Regions from separate parts of the Rattus norvegicus genome. Here all the other regions are linked to region 3. A link is a contact called in public Hi-C data. All regions are on one chromosome and are shown on one strand. The core of a region is the stretch at or near the end of the contact, and the rest is flanking DNA. Distances in the headings are between cores, read along the strand shown. Region 1 holds the start of Plk4 (polo-like kinase 4). Region 2 holds the start of Pgrmc2 (progesterone receptor membrane component 2). Region 3 holds the start of Larp1b (La ribonucleoprotein 1B).

What was found. Hi-C and Micro-C count contacts between places; a contact is called where the count stands out from the background.
Region 1: a contact with region 3 is called in a Hi-C map of liver, with 2.6 times the contacts expected there. The contact joins the promoter of Plk4 here to the promoter of Larp1b in region 3. A contact is called at or near these places in 2 of 12 Hi-C or Micro-C datasets (liver and mammary epithelial cells).
Region 2: a Hi-C map of liver shows a contact between it and region 3, with 3 times the contacts expected there. The contact joins the promoter of Pgrmc2 here to the promoter of Larp1b in region 3. A contact is called at or near these places in 3 of 12 Hi-C or Micro-C datasets (kidney, liver and prefrontal cortex).

The regions. Positions count from the first base shown.
Region 1 is chr2:125,729,129-125,731,828 of GRCr8, reverse strand. It overlaps Plk4 (polo-like kinase 4), which reads right to left and starts at 1,349. Exons shown (of 16, transcript NM_001395103.1): 1 at 1,105-1,349; 2 at 305-400. The coding sequence starts at 1,134.
Region 2 is chr2:126,010,801-126,013,500 of GRCr8, reverse strand. Pgrmc2 (progesterone receptor membrane component 2) reads left to right here and starts at 1,411. Exons shown (of 3, transcript NM_001008374.1): 1 at 1,411-1,817. The coding sequence starts at 1,418.
Region 3 is chr2:125,862,742-125,865,441 of GRCr8, reverse strand. It overlaps Larp1b (La ribonucleoprotein 1B), which reads right to left and starts at 1,445. Exons shown (of 10, transcript NM_001415051.1): 1 at 609-1,445. The coding sequence starts at 1,137.

The sequences.
Region 1 (2,700 bases), core at 100-2,599, 130 kb after region 3:
TTTTTCATATAAGTATTCATAGCAACAAAATGTATTAGTCTCCCGAACACTATAAAGTATAAAAACTTCACTTAAGCAAGTTAAGAGTCTCTTAAATGTCTTTAAATTCAGATGCTGCACTTAACAGCACTGTCTTTTGAATATCCATTATATTATGCAATGTATTACTACATATGCACACATGCGGGAGGTGGCAGGTGCATGCAGTCTTTAGTAGATAGAGTGGGCATTTTGAATAGCACCCCTCTATTGCTCTTTAGTACCTTGCAAAATACTGAAGAAACAATAATTAATACTTTCTTACCATTTTGATTGCAACTTCCAAACCAGTGTGTATGGACTCAGCTCTGTAGACACCAGCAAATGATCCTTTACCAAGTAGATTTCCAACCTTAAAGTCCTTAAAAAAATTTAAAGATTACAAGTGAGGAATCGCAGAACTAGAAAGCAAGAAAGCTAGGTAGGAACTGGAATGTAAAATGGGCCAGGGGGAAAATGGGACATAGTTCAAGAAGCTGCCACACCTCGATGATGCAGGTGTCTGGGGTGGAAGGCATCTTGATGCTGAGAGACTTTCTAAGCTCCAGCCCTGTTGGAAGCTAAGGACTCTAATGAGCTGGTTAACTCGGGTCCCAACTCTGGTCCATCAGGCTCCCGCCGCAGCTCCCGCCACGGTAACCGCCGTCCCCGGGGAGGGGGCAGGCGGAGCGCGGCTTTGGAGGCGGGAGTGGCAATCCGACGCCTAGGGGAGCCGGGACCGGGCGGGGCCCACAGCTGGCGACACACTTGCTGGGTACCAGGCGCTCCCCTCCGGGCGGGGCTCCCAGGGGCGGGCCGCTTCGCTGGTCCCTCCACAATCTGCCCAGTCACTGCGCCTGCCCGCGGAACACCGCATTACCTGTGTCACTGAGCACCAGTGAGTGAGCGAGCGCCTCATCCAGACTAACTCAGCCTGCGCCCGCCCGCTCCGGTGTTTGTACCAAGCGGTATTCCGACCTTCCCTCAGCACAGTGCTCGGTGCACCTCAGCTTAGTCGGTCCCCGAATATCAGAGTCCGCCTCACTCGGACCTTCCCTCGGTTCCGCGCCCGCCCGCCCGCCTCACCTCGATCCTCTCTCCGATGCACGCCGCCATGTTCCCGAGCCGCCGGTGCCCCGGGTTCGGCCGTCTCGCAGTCCCTCCGAGGCAGCGCTCCGAGAAGCCAGCAGGTCTTGGCGCCCATCAGGATGCTTTCTCTATGCCGCCGCCGCTGGCGACGCCGCCAACGCCACCGAAAGTTTATCTCGGTACCTCCAGAGGCCTGGGCGGCGCATCGATGCTCCCATTTTGAAAAATTCCCGCCGGTCTCCGAACCGGCCAGGCTGGCGGTGACGTCAGCACTCTCCACTTCTGAGAGGCTGAGACCGACGCGCATGCGCGGCAGGGGCTTCCGCGCTCTGGTCCGGAAGTGGGTCCAAGTTTGATGGAAAGTGGTCGGTGTGAAACTGACCAAAACGCGGACGCTAACAGTGGATGTTTCTAGTTGGTAGGTTACGTTTTGATCTGAAGGACGACGCAGTTTCAGAGCCGGGAGCAGAGCGCAATACCAGAGGGTTTCCCTAGCATACTCCGGACTTTGGCTTTCCCTAACAATTCTTTCAAATAAGTGTTTAGACTTGACCTGGGGGGGTAAAGTCGATTACCTTCCTTAGAATAAGCCCCGCCCACCTTGTACACCTTCGTAGTTTTTCCCCTTTATACAGCTATTATGTTTTTCCCCTTTATACAGCTATTAATGTGTGATGCTTTAAGATGATGAATAGTATAGCGAAAATACCGACTCTGCTTTAAAGGCGTGGGGATGTACTTGAGTGGTAAAATGCTTGTCAAGCACGTACAAATCCTTGGGTTCCAGCCCCTTCTCTCCCAGCAATCCCCTGCCCAGGCAAATATTAAAAGTTGGGACACAGCGACACACTCGTTGAGTCCGTCCTTGGATTGTAACAAGTTTCAGGTTAACCTGGGCTACCAATCTCACAAATTATATGTGACTTAGGCTAAGTTATTTTCCTTGAAAACTGTTTTGAATAGTAGTAAGGATCTTTACAAGCAGAGAAAAGAGGTAATCACAAACTGTTAGTAAATAAACCTGCAGGGTTTTTTTTAAGCTTAGTTGTCCTGAGATTTTAAATCAGATGCAAAAGATCAAAAGTAATGACTTGTTTTTAAGGCCCGAAATCGTGTGTTATCTCTCAGTCTGCCTGTGTTTTATCTCCTTTAAACAGAAGTCCTAATAGTATTACAATCCAGGTCTAGGTTGTTATCCTGAAATGCCAGTGACTCCAGGACAGGAAAAAGACTGGTTTGGAAAGACAGCAAACCAAAGATAATGGCACTTGGGGAAGGAGCGTGTGTGTGTTTGTCTGGCAACAAAAATGGATCTCAAAGGGCAGTTTAGAAAGACTAAGTGAGGTCCTTATTTGGGACCATTTTCTTTGACTGTTATATCCTTGAGATAAATTAAAGCCAATCTCCACACATATTTAGATGAACACATTGTTATCCTGCAAACAAAGCATCATTTCACAAGTGCTTGGCCCATGCTTTCCAGTTCCAGTTCTCAGGGGTTGGAGATATGACACAGTGATTGAGAGCTTGCTGCTGTGGGAGAAAGGGCCATATTCATCAGTCCTCCCTGCTGTCAGCTTGCCTTCTGTTACC
Region 2 (2,700 bases), core at 162-2,661, 150 kb before region 3:
TAGGCAAGGGAATGTAGCTCAGTTGGTTATGAGTGCTATGCAAGAGGTAGGATCAGGAGTTCATGGTCATCCTCATCTACATATCAAGTTCAAAGTCAGTCTGGAACACTTGAGATGGCCTCAAAAACAAAAGGACGATATTTCATGACAAATCAATTTCGGTTTCTCTAAGTACATTTTCAATTGGAACACTACTACCATGCTCCTTCTCTTCTACCTTATGGCCCACAGCACTTAAATATATAATCCATTACAGAAAAAAAAATCTCAACCCCCCCTGCACTAAAGCCACCACTAGAGTGTTATGTACAATGGTTAGTTTCCCATCCCATTCCTTTCTTCAAATGCTAAAACCTCTCTAGGGAAGTTATGATCACCAATATCGTTAGTGGGTAGTACTCTCCTATCCACTGACACTAAAGGCAGTTATCTAAAAACTAATAACAGCTAGAAAAGCCCATTCCTACTTTTCTAGACTACTGCTTATGCCAAAGCCTGAGTCAGCTCCTTTGTGCTGGGTAGCTCACCCCTAAGCTGCCACAGTTCGTCTATACCTGTCCCTGACCCTCGGTTGTTCAAAGTTACAAGGTTGGTCATTCCCTGGATGCACCTTCCTTCCTCACAAGCAGAGCGACAGAAGCCTGTCAAACTAGTTGAGGGTGCGAGATGGGTGGAATTCACACTAGAAAGCCAGGACTCCCGCAGGCCCCAGAGCAGGGCTATGGAGCGAGAGCCACAGGCTGCATTATCCGCGCACGCCCACCGCGGGGGTGCAAGGCGCAGAGAGCTTGCGTCCAACTCCGGTTAGGGGTACTCCCCAAAGTAGCGTGGGTCCGGATCTGTGGCTTCACGGCGCATCTAGGACGAGTGCCCGAAGCCCGCATCCGGGCTTCACATGCGGCCCCTAGCTCCAACCCCATTGCGGCCTCAGTCTTACGTCGTCACGGACGCGAACCTGCCGTCTTCCAGAGAAGCAGCTGCTGGGCGCACGCGCGCGAGCAGCAGGGAGGGGTTGCTGAAGAGAGCCCAGCGCGTGGCGTTCCAGGGCCCGCGCACGCGCCCTGACGGCGTTCCGCCCATATCCGCGAGTACGCACGCGCATAGCCGGCTCTGGGCCCCCCCCCCTTTATTTTTCTTCAGCCCCGCCCCTCCCTTACACTCCCTTAGCCGAAGCGTTGGGGCTGTGAGAGCAGGGAAGTGTGGGGCGAGGTGGGCGGGGCGTCGCCCGCGCGCGCTGCCAGCCAGAGCTGGAGCTACGAGAGCGAAGCCAGGCAACGTTACCCAGCCAACAGCCAATAAGTAGCCGGCGCTGCCACGCCCCAGCCACTCACGTGATTGGCTGAGCGCCGCCTGGTGGGCAGGGCCGCGGTCTTGGGGAGGGCAGGGGGCGGGAGGAGGAAGGCGCTGGCGGGCAGTGATGGCGGCGGGTGATGGGGACGTAAAGCTAAGCACCCTGGGGAGCGGCGGGGAGCGTGGCGGCGACGGGAGCCCGGGTGGCGCGGGAGCGACGGCAGCGAGGAGCAGTTGGGTGGCAGCGCTGCTGGCGACGGGCGGGGAGATGCTGCTGAACGTGGCGCTGGTGGCGCTGGTGCTGCTGGGGGCCTACCGGCTGTGGGTGCGCTGGGGGCGGCGTGGTCTATGCTCGGGACCCGGGGCGGGCGAGGAGAGCCCGGCCGCCACGCTGCCGCGCATGAAGAAGCGGGACTTCAGCCTGGAGCAGCTGCGCCAGTACGACGGGGCGCGCACGCCGCGCATCCTGCTCGCGGTCAATGGGAAAGTCTTCGACGTGACCAAAGGCAGCAAGTTCTACGGCCCCGGTGAGGAGTGAGGGGTGTCGGGGGGGCCCGGGACACCCTATCCCCGCCGCGGCCCGGTACCTGGACTGCAGCCCCGCGCACGCCCCCAGTTGTGGGCGTCGTGAGGGGTTCAGTGGTGCCCCACAAACCTGCTCTCGGCGTTCCTGCCCTTCCCAACCCGTCTCTCCTCGCAGCTTTTCCTGGGACTGAAATTCTCAAAATTGTTAAGAGTTGTCTCTAGTCACGTTGGCTTTCAACCTTTCTTCGGAGCTTTTTTATTTCTGAGCTTTGTCGGAGCAAGGGAGCTAAAGTGGCGCCCCAAAGTTTTCGGCCCTGTGTAAGACAGCTTTCTTTTGATTCTGGATTGTCTGTTTGACACTTACGTACTCTTACTAGTCTCCGGACTTGTCTGCCTAGAGTCAGGGTTAGGGACACGTAGTTTCAAGTCCCAACCCTGAAGCTCGATTTCAGAACCACCCCGGACTCGTTTTCATTCTTTTTCTAAAAAGTCAGTTTTGGCTCTAAGATGCTTTCCAAGATTAACAACTTTATGTTAAGATGAGAACGAACCAGAATGTAAACCTTAATAAGTAAGACTGCCAAAGATATTGGCCCTGACTATAGGGGGTGGAGCTCTTCTGCCCAGGAGGCAGGCGTGGCTCTGGCTTTGGCTCTGGCTCTTGAGTCTCTCCCTCCTTCCCTCCTCTCCTTTTTCTGCTAATAGTAAGATAAGTATTCAAATACCCGTTGAAAATGAATTATTATATTTCCCTTAACAGAATGGGACGCCCGGGGGGCGGGGTGGGGCACGAATCTAGAAGAGCCAAACTTCTCGCCCCCTGCCATGCACTGGTTCTTCTAGTTGAAGGTTTTACAACTTTTCTTTCAGAGAATTATGTGGAAG
Region 3 (2,700 bases), core at 196-2,695:
TACATCAATAGGCATGCGCCACCAAATACAAGCCAGTATTAATTTTATTTTCTGAACTGCAGTTGTTGCAACCCAAATAAAGCCCCAAGGGCTGTATTGCATTGGTCAGCATTCGAGCGCAATGGCACAGCCCAATTTCTAACGCGCAGGCAGGCTACCGTGGGACCAGCTGTGCAATCCAGACTCCCAGTCAACTGTCCTATCTCAGGCATTCTGAAACACAACCGAAAAACACCTAATACCAGCTGCCTTCAGAGCCACATCTACCTGGCAGCTTTTTGAGACTTTCGTTTCACCAACTTTACCTCAGGAGCGAGCCCGATCGCGCTTCCACTTACTCACACGCAGGCTCGTCCCGACTCGCTTCCACTCTGTGGCAAGTTCGCGGAAACTTTTCCACAGTATTCACCGCGTCCAGGACGCCGACACGTGAAGGCACGAGCCCAACACGGCCGCGCTGCCCAGTCACCCACGCCGTGCCCCTACCCGTCAAGGAGAACCTGAGGTCCCACCTCTTCCTGTCGCTCCCTCTCCCACATGTCCATTTATGTAAATCGGCACAGTGAATGACACCTAGGAACCAAACACCTCCCGCGGATCGCACTCACCGGCCTCCGGGGAGTCCTGAGCGGGCGGCGGCACGCCGGTGCCCACCGGGGACAGGTGCTGAGGCAGCTTCTTGGTCCACGGGTTCCCCTTTGGCAGCGGCGGCGGCTTGTCCTCGAGGCCGGCTGCCGCTGGGTCCTCACGGACGTCCTCCGGTGGGTCCCGAGGTGCTGGCGGCGGCGGCGGTGGCGGCGGCGGTGGTGGTGGCGGCGGCGGCGGCGGGGCCTCCCCGCCGAAGGGACCCCCGGGCGCACGCGCCTTGTGCGCCAGGTGCAGCGCCAGCGGCCTCACGGGCACGGCCGCTTGCGGCACGCTGTGTCCCAGCACGAGCGCCGGCGACGGCTCTCCCCGCGCCCCCGCGCTGGTGGCGGCCGCGGCCCGCTCCTCCCTCGCCTCTTTGCCCTCCCGCTCGCCGGGCGCCGGCTGCTCCGCCCGCCGGCTCGCCGCTGCCAACAGCGCGTCCCGGTCTCCGGCCACGGCGGGCGGGTCCTCCCGGGGGGCAGCGGCGGGCACCGGGGCGCGAGCGGACATGGCCGGCCCCTGGCCCCAGCCTCCTGCCCAGCCTGGGGCCGTCCGGGTCCAGGGAGCCCGGCCGCCCCTCTCTCCACACGGGGGCACCGACCCGCTTCGGTCCTGGGACGCGGAACCTGCCCGCCGAGGCGTGCAGCGCCCGGCGTGCCCGTCCTCCCCGCCCGCCGAGCGGAGCGCTAACCGCCCGCCGCCCGGCCTCGTCGCAGCGCACGGCTGGAGCTCGCCACACGCGCCGGGCGCGCCCGAGCCGCGAGCCCTCAGCGGGCGCGGGCGACGACGCGGCGCTCCAGCCAGTCTGAAGGATCTCTGGCGAGCCGCGGAGGCGCGCGCGGCCTTAGCCGGTAACTGCCCCAGAGGGCGGGGCGTGCAGAGGGCGAGGCAGTCGGGGGCGGGGCGTGCAGAGGGCGAGGAAGGCAACTGGGCGGGGCGTGCGGAGGGCGAGGAGGGCCAATGGGCGGGGTGGTCAAATAGGCGGGGCGTTTATAGGCCGAGGCGGGCCGATGGGCTGGGCGTGCGGAGGCGGAGGCGTCCAAGAGGCGGGGCGCGCAGAGGGCGAGGCGGGCCAATGGGCGGGGCGTGATAAAGGCAAGACAGCCAAGAGAATCAGCGTTCGGTAGGCGAGGTGCCCAAGGACCAGGGCGAGGGCCAGTCAGGGTGAGGGGCGGGGCGGGTAGAGGACGAGGCAGGGTAGGGGGCGGGCACCCTGGAGAGTGACATGCCTACTCACTGGCATCCCTAAACGCTGCGGGCGACCGCGGCCTGAGGAGTCTTCGCGAGTGCGGCGGGCGTGGTTTGATGAGGGCCCCGCCCTAGCGGCCAGCGAGGTTGAACCTGCACTCTTGGGGAGCACCCGACATCTGTGACCCAGGGACAAGGAGGACTCTCCTCCGGAACCGGGAGGATTAGAAAGCCCATATTGCGCTTCAGGTTCTTCAGGAGGGTGGGTCCTTAGGACCCGGGAAAAGTTTTCCGCTAACGCTGTGGACTCCGTAGGCACTCCTGATCCGCAGCCAAGTTCAGGTGAAGACTCAGCCGCGACATTAAGTGACATTAAGTGACAAGTGCACTTACTTGTCCGTCCTGATTCTAACCCACAGACAACGAAATGCTTGAGTTCTCTTGAGTAAAGCAAACACTTAACATTTCGCCACCTTTTTCATTTTTCACTTTTTCAATGACTTTTGATGTTTTCAAACTAGATGTTCGGTAGCACAAGTTGACCTCGATCTCGAGGTTGGCCGTGAGCTTTCTTTTCCCCTTGCTTTTGAGACAGCGTACTACTATAGTCCAGGCTGCCCTGGAAGCCATCGACTTAGACCAGTCTGGTTCTGAACTCAAAGGAATGCACCTGCCTCAGCCTTTTAAATGTTGGGATGACTACAGGCGTGAGTACTAGGCACCAGGCAGTCTTGAACTTTTTTTAAAGAATTCTTTTAGAGTTCCTAGGGCTGGTATTAAAGCTTAAGGACCACACCCAGTAGGCTTTGTACATTCAGTCTCTCCGTCTAGATGTCTTTTTTTAGATCTGCCTGCCTCTGCCTCCCAAATGCTGTGATTAAAGAA